2 separate regions of the Mus musculus genome follow, and region 1 is linked to region 2. A link is a contact called in public HiChIP or PLAC-seq data. All regions are on one chromosome and are shown on one strand. Each heading gives the region's core, a stretch centred on a gene start, on an enhancer-like site or on the middle of the called end of the contact. The rest is flanking DNA. Distances are from core to core; before and after follow the strand shown.

Region 1 (6,237 bases), core at 1,166-3,665, 100 kb before region 2:
AACGTGGTTGGGCTTGGTTGGGAACTAGAAGGAGTTACAAGAAAAACAGTATTGTTGTGATAGTGTCATCGTCATCATGATTTTGCAGGTGCGTAGTAGTTGAAATTGAGCCCAGGATCTGCACATTGTAGGCAAGTACACTGATTCACATCCCCTGCCCCAGGATAAAGGACATTTTCAAATTCCATCTATCTATTTATCAATCTATCTATCTATTCATCAATCAATCTACTTACCTACTTATCTATCTACCTATCTATCTAGTGGGATACAGGTCTCTCTTGCTCATTGGTGTATATACCAGGCTGCTGAGTTTCCAGCCACTCTGCCCTTGTTGTCTCTCTCATCTGCTGGGCCTGCACATGCCTGCATTACTGTGGTTAGATTTCTCTGTGGGTTCTGCAGACCCAAACTCAGTCTGTCATGCTCCAGTGGCAAGTGCTTTAATCACTGAGCCATCATCCCTCAAGCTCCCGTTTAGTTCTTTATGCGAAAGGGAATATTATTGTCTATATAAATTTGCTTTTATTTCTAATAAATAGTAAGATTATATGCATACAAAAGTAGTATTTTAATATTAATTTTGCTAAGATTTATTATCAGTAAATGTTTATATTTTTGTAACTGTCTATGGACCTATATCCCTAGGGTTGTGTAAAAATTTCTTGGACACAAAGGGATGCAAAAGTTTTAAAATTTTGTTATAAGAAATTATAGTTATTGTGATGAGGAAATGTTCTTTTTTTAAAAAAGGTTTATTTATTTATTTATTTATTTATTTATTTATTTATTATATGTAAGTACACTGTAGCTGTCTTCAGACACTCCAGAAGAGGGAGTCAGATCTCGTTATGGATGGTTTTTTGAGCCACCATGTGGTTGCTGGGATTTGAACTCAGGACCTTTTTTGGAAGAGCAGTCAGTGCTCTTACCCGCTGAGCCATCTCACCAGCCCGGAAATTTTCTTGTCTTACACATTTCATACACATTTGACACACTGTCTCTGAATGCTGAGAGAAAGGTCTTTATAGCTCTCAGTGTACACTTTTAGAGGGACTAACTCGTAAGATGACCAGTTTCGTGTGACAGTCAACTGTACTTTTGTTCATTGACAGTCTGAGGCCAGCTTGGCTTGCATCAATTTGTGATCAATTTCTCTAAATGATTACCATTGCTTTAGAGTGCTCTGTGCTGATCTCACTTCTATGGAGGACCGAAAAACGTGACTGAACACATACCCTGGGCTATCCTGGAGCTTACTATCTGCTTAGACACGTCAGCCAGGACAATGGAGAGGGTTAGAGGCTTTCATTAATTACACTAGTTGAATGCAGTGGCTGTGGTTTTCCAGGGCTTTTTCTATGTGGGCTGGTTTGTTAGACTGGAGAGATAGAGTCAGGGACTATGAGAACAATAGGTCAGGCAGTCTGCTACTCTGGGTGTGAGTTCCATACACAGTGTAACAATCTTGATGGCTGAGGAGCTCAGACCTCCTCATTCTCCCCAAAGCCTATCACACGAATTAGCTCAGTCACCCTGGGAAGGGGACTAGATAGGATTTTACAGCTGAAGGAAATGCAGAGCCTCTGCTTCAGGGGCAGGATTTGTACAGATTGCCTCGCCCTAGGTCCACCATCCTTCCCTCCCCCGAAACAGGGAAGAGTGAAGAGGATCTGAGGCCCCTAACATCGTACGCATGAAGATGCTGCTCTGGCTTTTCAAGAGATCAAATCATGCAGCTTGAGTGGGAGGCATGTTCCCTCTCACATACAAGCCTGCAGTGTCCAAGGGAGATTTAACCCATGAGTCACGGAGTCTCTTTTCTCCCTAGTCCTGCTCTCTGCCCAGGAAGGCTGATCTGCATGGAAGGGTCAGTCTGTAAGAGACTCAGCAAGAGAGAGCATCCCTACCCCAGTGTGTTTATGTACCAAGAACTCCTCCTGAATCATCACAGCTGGCAGCATCCACTGACCAAAGACCCCATCCATCTCCTGATAAGTGGCTTTCCTCCAGATAGTCAGTCTAAAGCTTTTTAGTCAAAGCCCTTCTCTCTGATGCTCTCCCTGCCTGGTGCTAGTTCCAGGATGCTACAGGAGGAGCCCAAGGGCTTCTCACCAGTCTGCTCACACCTTTGTAACTTTGTAACTTGCTGTATATGCAAAGTTCCCAGCTGGGTCCTTTCGTTCCTGCTGGGAGGCTGGGCAGAGTCTATGCGAGGCTGCATGCAACCACCATCCTCCCCTTTCCCCCCCCTCTCCCTCTCTCCACACACACACACACACACACACACACACACACACACACACAAACACAAACACACCACACAATGTGTCCTGGTCTCCCGCTATGCCATTGTGTCACTATAGTAACTTTGCCTGGTTGTTGCCACCTGGCTCTTCACTACTCTGCCTGGATAGGTTTCTAACCTACAACAGGCAGAGTCATCCTGAGGGGCTCGGCTGTCTCTTGGGGAACTTGTTTCCTGATCTTCATGTGGAATTTCTGATGTGACGAGCTGGGTTGCATACTTTTCCCTGGCCTTCGTAACAGGGGTCCTGCATATTTACCAGTCCTCCCATGGCCTGTGAGCTCCCAAGGTCATAGAACATTCTCCTATACCTTCCATGTTCAGCATCATTGCTTGTTCCTGCTACTGTACCTGTCAGTTTCAGTGACCTTGAATCTGGCTACTACTTGGACCTTGGCTATCCCATCCTACATCTCATTCATTCCTGGTCCAACAAGCTCAGAATCTGTCTAGACATCTCTGTGTTAATCCCATCAGACCTCCAGTGTAGGAGAAAAAAAATTTTTTTTTTCTGTCAAAATTAGGAGACTATTAGAATACTTGAAGTAGAGACAAAGACAATGTATGCATATCAATGAGAGTAACTTATTTTGTAGAAGGATTAAAATATATGTTAACCATATTGCCAGTTAATAGTTTATAGTATATAGGTGTATGTTAATCAGTTTTCTGCTACTCTAATGAAATGCTAGAGATAAAAAAACTTAAAAGGAAGAAAAGCCCCTTTTGCTCACATGGCTGCTTTGCCCTATTGCTTTGGGGATGTGGTGGCTCGGTGCATCACGGCAGAATGCATGGCATAGGATTATTGACCTTAGGGAAGCCAGAAGAAAAGAAAAAGACAAGGAAGGTCTGGCTTTGGGTATGTCCTCCAAGGGCTTGTCCCATTTCCACTCCCAGACTTTACTTTTTCCAACTGTGACCCATTTCATAAAGATTTCACCAACTCCTAACATTGCCATAGCTGGGGACCAAGATTTGACCCACGTGCCCTCGGGGATGCCTCTGCTCCTGCTTGAGTCCCTGCCATGGCTTCCGTCAGTGATGGGTTGTCACCTTGAAGTGTAAACCAAACCACCCCCTGCCTCCCCAAGTTGCATCTGGGCATGACATTTATTACAGCAAGAGAGAAGCAAGCTAGAACACAGGAGATCCCAGATCCATGCTGAACTGAGGCTTTTCTACATCTGCTATGGTGGGAAGAAGATGGGAGCATTTATTTATTTTAAAAGTGAAAATGGCATAAGAATTTATTTAGAAGTCAAACAGATGGACTTTAAGGGGAAATTATATATATATATATATATATATATATATATATATATATATATATATATTCACCCCCACACACTGATTATGGAACCTGTCTTATAGATCAGGCTGACCTTGAACTCACAGAGACCTGCCTGCTCTGTCCCCCTACCTTCCTCGTACTTGGAATTAAAGGTGATACCATCATGCCCCAATGATATTTGTAAATTTGTAGGTGTCAGGCATCCATTAAATCTTTCTTTGGAGGATTCCAAAGATGGGTGGAAGCAATATTCCTTTTTGCCATGAAAGCCAGAAGAGCCACCAGGGCACAGATGGAGGCTCAGCCAACTGGATACTCAAGAATGTGCAGTTAGAAAACAGTGACATGAGTGGCCCAAGCAGCTCTAAGTTACTGAGAAGACAGCGAGAAGCCAGGACACCATCTTTGGTGGCCTGGTATGACCTTGGCCATATTCCCAGATGCACAGTTTTCCTTGGCTACACTTTCTTTAGCCATTTCTTCGGCTTTGTGTGCTATTAAATCCTTTCAGTTGATTCCTTCTCACAACTAAAAACCCAATAGGCAGCAACATAATATTTAATTGACTTCTTTTCATTTTTAATATACAGAATATTGTAGTGGATTATCTACAAAACTGTCACCCCTCTATTTAAGATTGTTTTTACTCAAGTTAGCATATCAAGCAATGGGTTTTACTGTGGCATTTCCAAACACATGCATCACTATTCTTTGTTCTGATTTATCCTCCTCCTTAAGACCATTTGTGGGTGTGTTTATGTGTGCGCAGGTGCATGCATGTGTAGGTATGCACAAGTGTGTGAGTGGGTGGGGAAGTCAGAGATCAGCCTCTGGTGTCAATCATCAGGTTGTTGCTCTCTTTGCAAAACTCCACGGCTACTATGTAGTTTTGTCATTTAGCAAACAGAAACTCTTTAACCCTTCCCATACTCTGACCGATTCTCATGTAGACTTTGATCCCTGTAAAATCAGGATAATTGAAGAGTGCCACTGCAAATGAACTGTTTTTAAAATAAAAATGCTTATCACCTTGTCTATAATGGGATACCAATGTGAAGGTAGGTGTCCTAATGAGAACGCTAGAGTGGATTCCATCCTTACCACTGGAGTAAAGAATATGGATTTTTTTTTTTGAGGTTCGAGGATCTTGCTCACTTGGCAGAGTGTTTTTGCCCAGCATGCACAAAGCTCTGTGTTGTGTCCACAAGCCACATGGATGTGGTGGCACAGACTTGTAATTCCAGAATTCTGGAGGTAGAGGCAGGATGATCAGAAGCTCAAGGTCATCTTTGGCTATATAGCAAGACGCAAGGCTAGCTAGGCTGCAAGAAACCCTATCTTCAAACAAACAAAAAACCAAGCAAAAAAAAAAAAAAAAAAAAAAACAAAAAACAAAAAACAAAACCAAAACCCAAACCAACTTAGATCTGGGGTGATGGCTCAGTGGGTTAAGCACTTGCCATGTGAGAGTGAAGACCAGTCTGGACCCCTAGAGCCATGTAAATCCAGATACTGTGGGTCTGCAACCCAGTGCTCCTGTGGTGAGGTGGGAGACAGAAACAGGAGAATCCAGGAGACTCACAGGCCAGCTAGCCTGGTAGTAGTGAGATTCTGACTCGAGCAAAGGGAAGTGAAGATCAGCATCTGAGGTTGCCTCTGACCTCTACATGCATCGCGGTTGCACACGATCCCCACTCCAATCAACACTGAGCACGAGCTAGCATCATCGCTGAGGAAGGGTCCTCAGTTGAGAAAATGCCTCCATAAGATGTGGCTGAAGGACATTTTCTTTCTTTTTGGGGGTAGGCGGTGTTTTCTTAGTTATTCATAGGGGAGGGCCCAGCCCATTGTGGGTGGAGTCACCCTGGGTTGGTGGTCCTGGGTTCTATAAGAAGGCAGGCTGAGCGAGCCATGAAGAGCAAGGCCGTCATCAGCATCCCTTCATGGTCTCTGCATCAGCGTCTGCCTCCAGGTTCCTGCCTGGCTTGAGTTCCTGTCCTGGCTTCCTTTGATCATAGTGTTTCATCACAGCAATAGAAATCCTAACTGAGACAAAAAGAGAGGGAGAGGAGGGAGAGGGAGAGGGAGAAGGGTGGGGAAGGGAGAAGATTAAAATCAGACTTCATGGCAGTCATACTTTTTGACTCTCTGGGCCAGTTTTGCACAATCTTTCAGTGGAGGCTTGTAGATCCCAATGCCGGATAGGGAAGCTCTACAACGTAGACTTGAAGAGAAATTTCTGGGTAGTCCTTTCTGTAGACAGCTTTCCATCTGTTCTTTAGGATCCACAGACCCTAAAACAGATTATGCAGTTTTCCTTCATCGCCTACAGTCTAACAATTTCCATAGTTATTAGTGTTCTCAAAGACCCTTGTTAGGTTTTTAAGTCCCATTTTTATAAGTCAGTCCTTAGTAGTAACGGCTCCAGCTGTCTTCCTACATATGTCCATGTTGGCATATATTAACTTGAGAGCAAACTGCCTATGCTAATCCCTCTGAAGGGCTACATGCCCAAGCAGAACTGCTGGGCTTTGTTACAGATCCGACATGCAAAAAATCATAAAGAGTGTGAAACCATAGACTCACTGTAACATGAGAAAGTCCCATCTTTTTTTTTTTTACATTTTTCTTTGAA
Region 2 (5,589 bases), core at 203-2,702:
TTCTTCTTCTTCTCCTAATGAAAGATACAGAGCTGTTTTCTTCCTCTGCATGGAAAGAGTGAAGAGTTCTGAGTAATATGCCTGAAATACACTCTGATTTCTCTGAAGGGAAATGATCTTTTAAAATGTGAAAATACAATGTGTTCCTAGAGGACTCTCTCCTCTTGGGTGGATTAGCTTCTTACAGTGACATCACTGAAGCCACACAAGGAGAAAGGAATCTTATTAAAACATGAAGAAAAGAAGAGTCAGAAAGGAACACTGTTTTCAGCTGTCACCAATTCCTTTCTCTTCCTGGTCTGAAACTTGTAATTATGTTCTCAGTGGTGTGGTTGTCGGGTGGGGCTTGGGAGCCGCCAACAAAGCATTTCTGTTTTTCCTGGAAAACATCATTAAAATTAAAAATAAAGAATCAGAGCTGATTTGAATTGAAAACAAGCCGTCCCTACTATATTTACTCTTTCAATCTGGCTAAAAATAAAAGAGCAGAGGAAATAACAGAATATCATTGTTTCCATTGATAGGTTTTAAAAATATAATAGAAAAGTAAAATGTGAGTTAGAAATCTCATAAATGTATACATCTGAAAAAAAAATCCTTGAATTCACGTTGAACTAACTTAAGAGGAAAATTCATCTTATTTAAGAGGAAAATGCTTTGGAGTGTTCTTTTTGGGTTTGAATCATTTCCCCCCACACAATGAAAGGGATGCCTGGCAGGAAATCAAGGAACTCCTTGGGTCCTGGCTTCTCTGCCTCTCTCCTTCTTTTCCTCTCAGATGTTATAGTTTTATTTGGTCGGAAGGATTCCCTGACAAACATCTTCATACCACTCCTGTAAACTTAGGAGAAGTCCATCTACTCATCTCTCAGCAGCGCAGCTCAGTCTCCGGCCCTGCAGACTAGAGAGGTCTCATTTGTCAGTTGGAAGGAACCTTGATTGCTTAGCCTGGGGATTCGAAGGTGCCAAAAGCCAAGCCTGCCCTTTAGGCTTGCTTAACGAATGTGTACAGTTGAGGCTCTTCTTAAATACCCAAAGAGCTCCTTACGACTTTCAAAGCACTGCTGATGGGCTGCTCAGTAGCTCTTGACTCTCTGGAAAGACTCAGATTTTCGTAGGCCTCCAGGAAGTGGCTGTTTGTTGTAGTCCTCTGTACCAGAAAACATGAACAATAGCACTGGTCTTGGGCAGACACTCAGCAAACTTTGTTTAATTGTATTTCCTTACTCTGGTTTCCAGGCCCAGTCCTGGTCAGACCTGGTGTGTGACACGAATGCTTAGGTGTCAGGAAAGGAGGTTAGAAGGTCGAGAGACTTCAAGGAGACTATTTGCATTCCTGATAAAGGCTGCTGATAGATAGGCAACTACTGGCCAGCATCCAGACATATGCCAGTTCATTTGGGCTGCACAGGGCCAGTGACACACAGGCCACAGTGACCCACAGTGGCAGGTCTACAAGCCTACAGACAAACACACATAGGCAGGCTGGCAAAGGCTCTGGCCTCTGATAGTAAGACTGTATTCATGTAGAATCACAGAAAAGTCACACTCTACCAAAAATAGTTCTATAACAGACTATGTAATTGTTTATTTTGGGGTTCTCCAAATATCAGGTATCAGACATTTTGTGCTGACTCATAGATTTCCCCCTCCCATCACACCCTGCCCATGCCCTTGTCAGACATGTTTTTGCTGACTCATAGCAGATATTCATACCTTGTTCAAGTGTAGACAGGCCCTAGGGTTTTCTGTTTCTCACACAGGACCACTTTGTCTTTATTCTTTATCCTGTGTCACTTGCTACATTTCATTCCTGTTCTTCTTCCAGTACACAAAGTCTTTCTGCCATAGAGTCTTGGTACAAGCTGATCTCGAACCTCAATCTTTCTCTTTTCTCTCACTTATCCTCACATTTCCATTTAAACAGCAAAACCTCAAAGAGACTGTCTAGAGATTTATTATTATACATAAGTACACTGTAGCTGTTTTCAGACGCACCAGAAGAAGGTGTCAGATCTCATTACGAGTGGTTGTGAGCCACCATGTGGTTGCTGGGATTTGAACTCAGGACCTCCGGAAGAACAGTCAATGCTCTTCCCTGATGAACCATCTCACCAGCCCAAAGAGACTGTCTAAAATGCTAACATTGTCTTACTCCATGGCCTTCTGCCATACTCCATATGTCACCTTATTATATCCATTCTCTAAATGCTGTGTGTGTGTGTGTGTGTGTGTGTGTGTGTGTGTGTGTGTGTTGCACAGAGACTAAAACCCAGAGTCATTCTTGTCCATGCTAGGCCAGCACCTTAGTTGTCATCCTCAGCTCTGTTTCCCAAATCTTTATCAGTTCTTCAAGACCACGTTATACGACCATCTCCAAAGTTAGAATTTAAGCTTAACGAGGACTTTACTTAGTGGCTACGTCTCTATTACTTCATTTTGACTTTACTATTGTGTTTGCTCAATAAAATCTGCCGATTAAAATTAGTGATGGTTTTAATGACGATTTCAGAGTCTTCCAAAGCAAACTAATCTTTTAAGAGGTCCATATCATAAGCTTATTTGCTTCAGTGTCGTAGTATTGAAGAAATAAAAAAAATCTTTTTGGTACTACAGCCCAGTGGATGTTAAATCAATTCCACATGTAAATAAACTTGCCCCAGCTCTGCCTAAGAAGAGCAGCAGAAGCCTCTGACCCAAACAAAAGACAGCTTTAAAGAAGCATAGTCTCTTGTCATGGCCAATGGCTCCCACAGTGGGGTCTCATCATGGGCGATGCACAGGTCTATCTTGATGTGTAGCTTCTGGAGAACATGCTCAGCTTAGCATCTCTTTCTTGGACAATTGGTAGGATGCTACTGTGTAAGTCACACAAGTGGTCATTTAGACTATTTGTAGCTGTAGTTCAGTAGATCACATGTGCCAGTCTGAAATATATTGAGGGTTTTTTTTTTTTTTTTGCTCTCACCTCTAAATGTTCTAAAATTTCTGAAAATTTCCAGTCAAAGTTTCCTAACCTTGAGTATTTCATTATTGCCAGACAACATTATTGCCAGTAAACATTGGCCAGGGGCTGAAGAGGTGGTGAGGCTAGTGTTAAGTAGTTTCTAACCAAAGAGTGGAGAATTCCTTTTCTGTCTAGAGATTTAGTTAATAGTTTAAAGTCATCCATCCCACATGGCCTATAGTTGAGCAAAATTTCTTCTGTGTAACTTCTTTGGGCCTGTAGAAAATTCATTTTCATCTAAAAACACTTTCCAAACTTAGACAGTGCTAAGAACCCAGGCATTATCTTTTACTAGAACCCAGTTAGAATACAATGCACTTCCCAGAGACCCAAACAAGGTGCTTTCAATAAACAATACATGGAAAAGCTCAGGCCCTAACATCAGGCTTACATCCAACTTCCTTCCTGTACATCCTTTCCTTTAAGGGGTGGACGTGATGGCCTCCGGGGTTTCGGTAGGTATGACACTCAGATAACCTTTGAGCTTGTTCTGCAGCTGGTCTATGGGGAGGAAGCCCACTGAGAAGCTATTAAAAATGGGCCTTTAAGGGGAAAGAACACGAAAATAGGTTCACAACGGGAATTGATGGTTTTTCCGATGATGTGGTTCTAAGTGGTATAGGTTGGTGTACAATCTGTCCAGTCCCTTCCTGTGTGCTAAGAGTGACTGGGCCTCAGCAGATCATGCTGAGGCACTGAGGGGTCTTTATCTTCTCTAAAGGAATCAATTATGTTTATTGTCTGGTAGTGATTAGGATAGTCAAATAGACCAGGAGTTTTATAGTAATTCCTTGGAAGACTGAATCCAAATGACTTTCCTGTCTAAAGGTAACAAAAAACAGGAATTAGGCAGATGTACATATTTTCTGAGTAGTCAGGATAATTTCTCCTTTGCTTTTGGCAGAGTAGTCCCAGGTATATAGAAAACATTTTTTTATGATTGATCCAGTAACTCCACAGCAAGTAAATAAGAAGTCAACCCACCTCTAGGTAGTCGAGGATGCAAAATTTCTGAGCTTCATTTAGTCCACAGGTAGAACTTGCTGTAAATTGTGTACTGTGTCCCACAAAGAAATTTCCAGGAACAGGATGGCAGGGATCCTAGCTGCATTCATCTTGAGGTCTCACATAACTAAGCCAGCCACAGAAACCACCATGGAGAAGGTAGGTAGCCCCAAGGTTGTCCATGACTTCGAAAACCAACCCATTATGCTGAATGTTAACAGTTCCTTTAATTTTAATTTTAACTTTAATTTATCCCCTTTCCTGGTTTTGCCTGGTTTTGATCCCCCTATCACATCCCCCCTCCCCCTGCTTGTATGAGGGTGTTCTCCCACCCACCCAGTCACTCCCGTCTCCCCACCCTGACATTCCCCTACACTGAGGCATCGAGCCTTGACAGAAACAAGGGCCTCTCCTCCCATAGATGTCCAACAAGGCCATCCTCTGCTACATATGTGGCTGGAGCCATGGGTCCCTCCATGTGTTCTTCTTGGTTGGTGGTTTAGTCCTTGGGAGCTCCGGAGTGGTGGTGGTGGTGGTGGGGTGGCAGCCTGGTTGGTTGATATTGTTGTTCTTCCTATGGGGTTGCAAACCCCTTCAGCTCCTTCAGTCCTTTATCTAGCTCCTCCATTGGGGACTCCCTGCTCAGTCTAATGATTGACTATGAGCATCCACCTCTGTATTTGTCAGGCTCTGGCAGAACCTCTCAGAAGACAGCTATATCAGTCTCCTGTTGGCATGCACTTCTTGGCACAATAGTGTCTGCATTTGGTGACTGTATATGGGATGGATTCCCTATGTATATATGCAGGCCTGTGCATATGAACCCAGGTGCCTGTGGAGGCCTGAGGTGCAGTGGGTTCCTCTGAAGCTGGAGTCAATGAAGGTTGTGAGGAGTTGCATGTTAGGAATGCTCGGAACAAAACTTCGGTCCTCTGCAAAAGCATTAAGTGCTCTTGACCACTGACCCATCTCTCCAGTCCCTAGTTGCTTTACTTTTAATATAGGTGAGTGGCTCTTCAAGCCCCTGGTGGTGGGTGCTGCTGGTGTTCGAGGCTGATGGGAATTCCTCATCATATCATCTACATTCCCTTTCCTGATCTTGGCAGCCTGCAGCCAATGACTGATGGATACAGAGAGTTAAATACTTATTCAGCTCTGGGTAAATATATACTATATCATTGTGCTTATTAATATATGAAGGCTGTTCCTAATTTTGTCTTCTGGGTGGAATTAGGTATCATAATTTAAAAGTCCTGGTTTGGCCAAATTATAGATTTGAATTAAAGTCAATGGCTTCTAAAATGTGAGTTGAACTCTGCATCGGCAGAATGGTCTGTGAGGAAATGACACTGACTGCAGTGGCCCAACACTTCAGTGTGTGGGGCTGGCGGGGAGTCCCTGTTCTTATTCTATGAGTAGACACACAGAAAAGAAAGTCCCCGGCGCTCTCTCTTCCTTCCTTCCTTGAATCCCTTCTTTCCCCTCCTTCCCCTGAGAGGAAAATGGCACCTAAGACAAGCAAAAGACAAAAGAGAGAGAGACTAACCCTCTCTCTTTTGTACTTTGACTCTTTCAGA

The links. HiChIP or PLAC-seq counts read pairs in DNA pulled down with a chosen protein or histone mark.
Region 1: an H3K27ac HiChIP or PLAC-seq map of extraembryonic endoderm stem cells shows a contact between it and region 2. The contact joins two enhancer-like sites. A contact is called at or near these places in 4 of 39 promoter capture datasets (the C10 cell line, cranial neural crest, embryonic stem cells and 1 more), 1 of 484 Hi-C or Micro-C datasets (liver) and 3 of 115 datasets of contacts at active chromatin or transcription factors (embryonic stem cells, extraembryonic endoderm stem cells and fibro-adipogenic progenitors).

The regions. Positions count from the first base shown.
Region 1 is chr12:31,241,994-31,248,230 of GRCm38.p6, reverse strand. No RefSeq gene overlaps it. Among named protein-coding and RNA genes, the nearest start is that of Gm24613, 14 kb to the left of the region's middle. Within about 2 kb of position 2,415, at least 15 of the 459 cell types and tissues checked have an H3K27ac peak or open chromatin away from gene starts, as enhancers often do. A contact at or near this core is called in extraembryonic endoderm stem cells, where this site is marked.
Region 2 is chr12:31,141,319-31,146,907 of GRCm38.p6, reverse strand. No RefSeq gene overlaps it. Among named protein-coding and RNA genes, the nearest start is that of Gm40361, 22 kb to the right of the region's middle. Within about 2 kb of position 1,452, at least 34 of the 459 cell types and tissues checked have an H3K27ac peak or open chromatin away from gene starts, as enhancers often do. A contact at or near this core is called in extraembryonic endoderm stem cells, where this site is marked.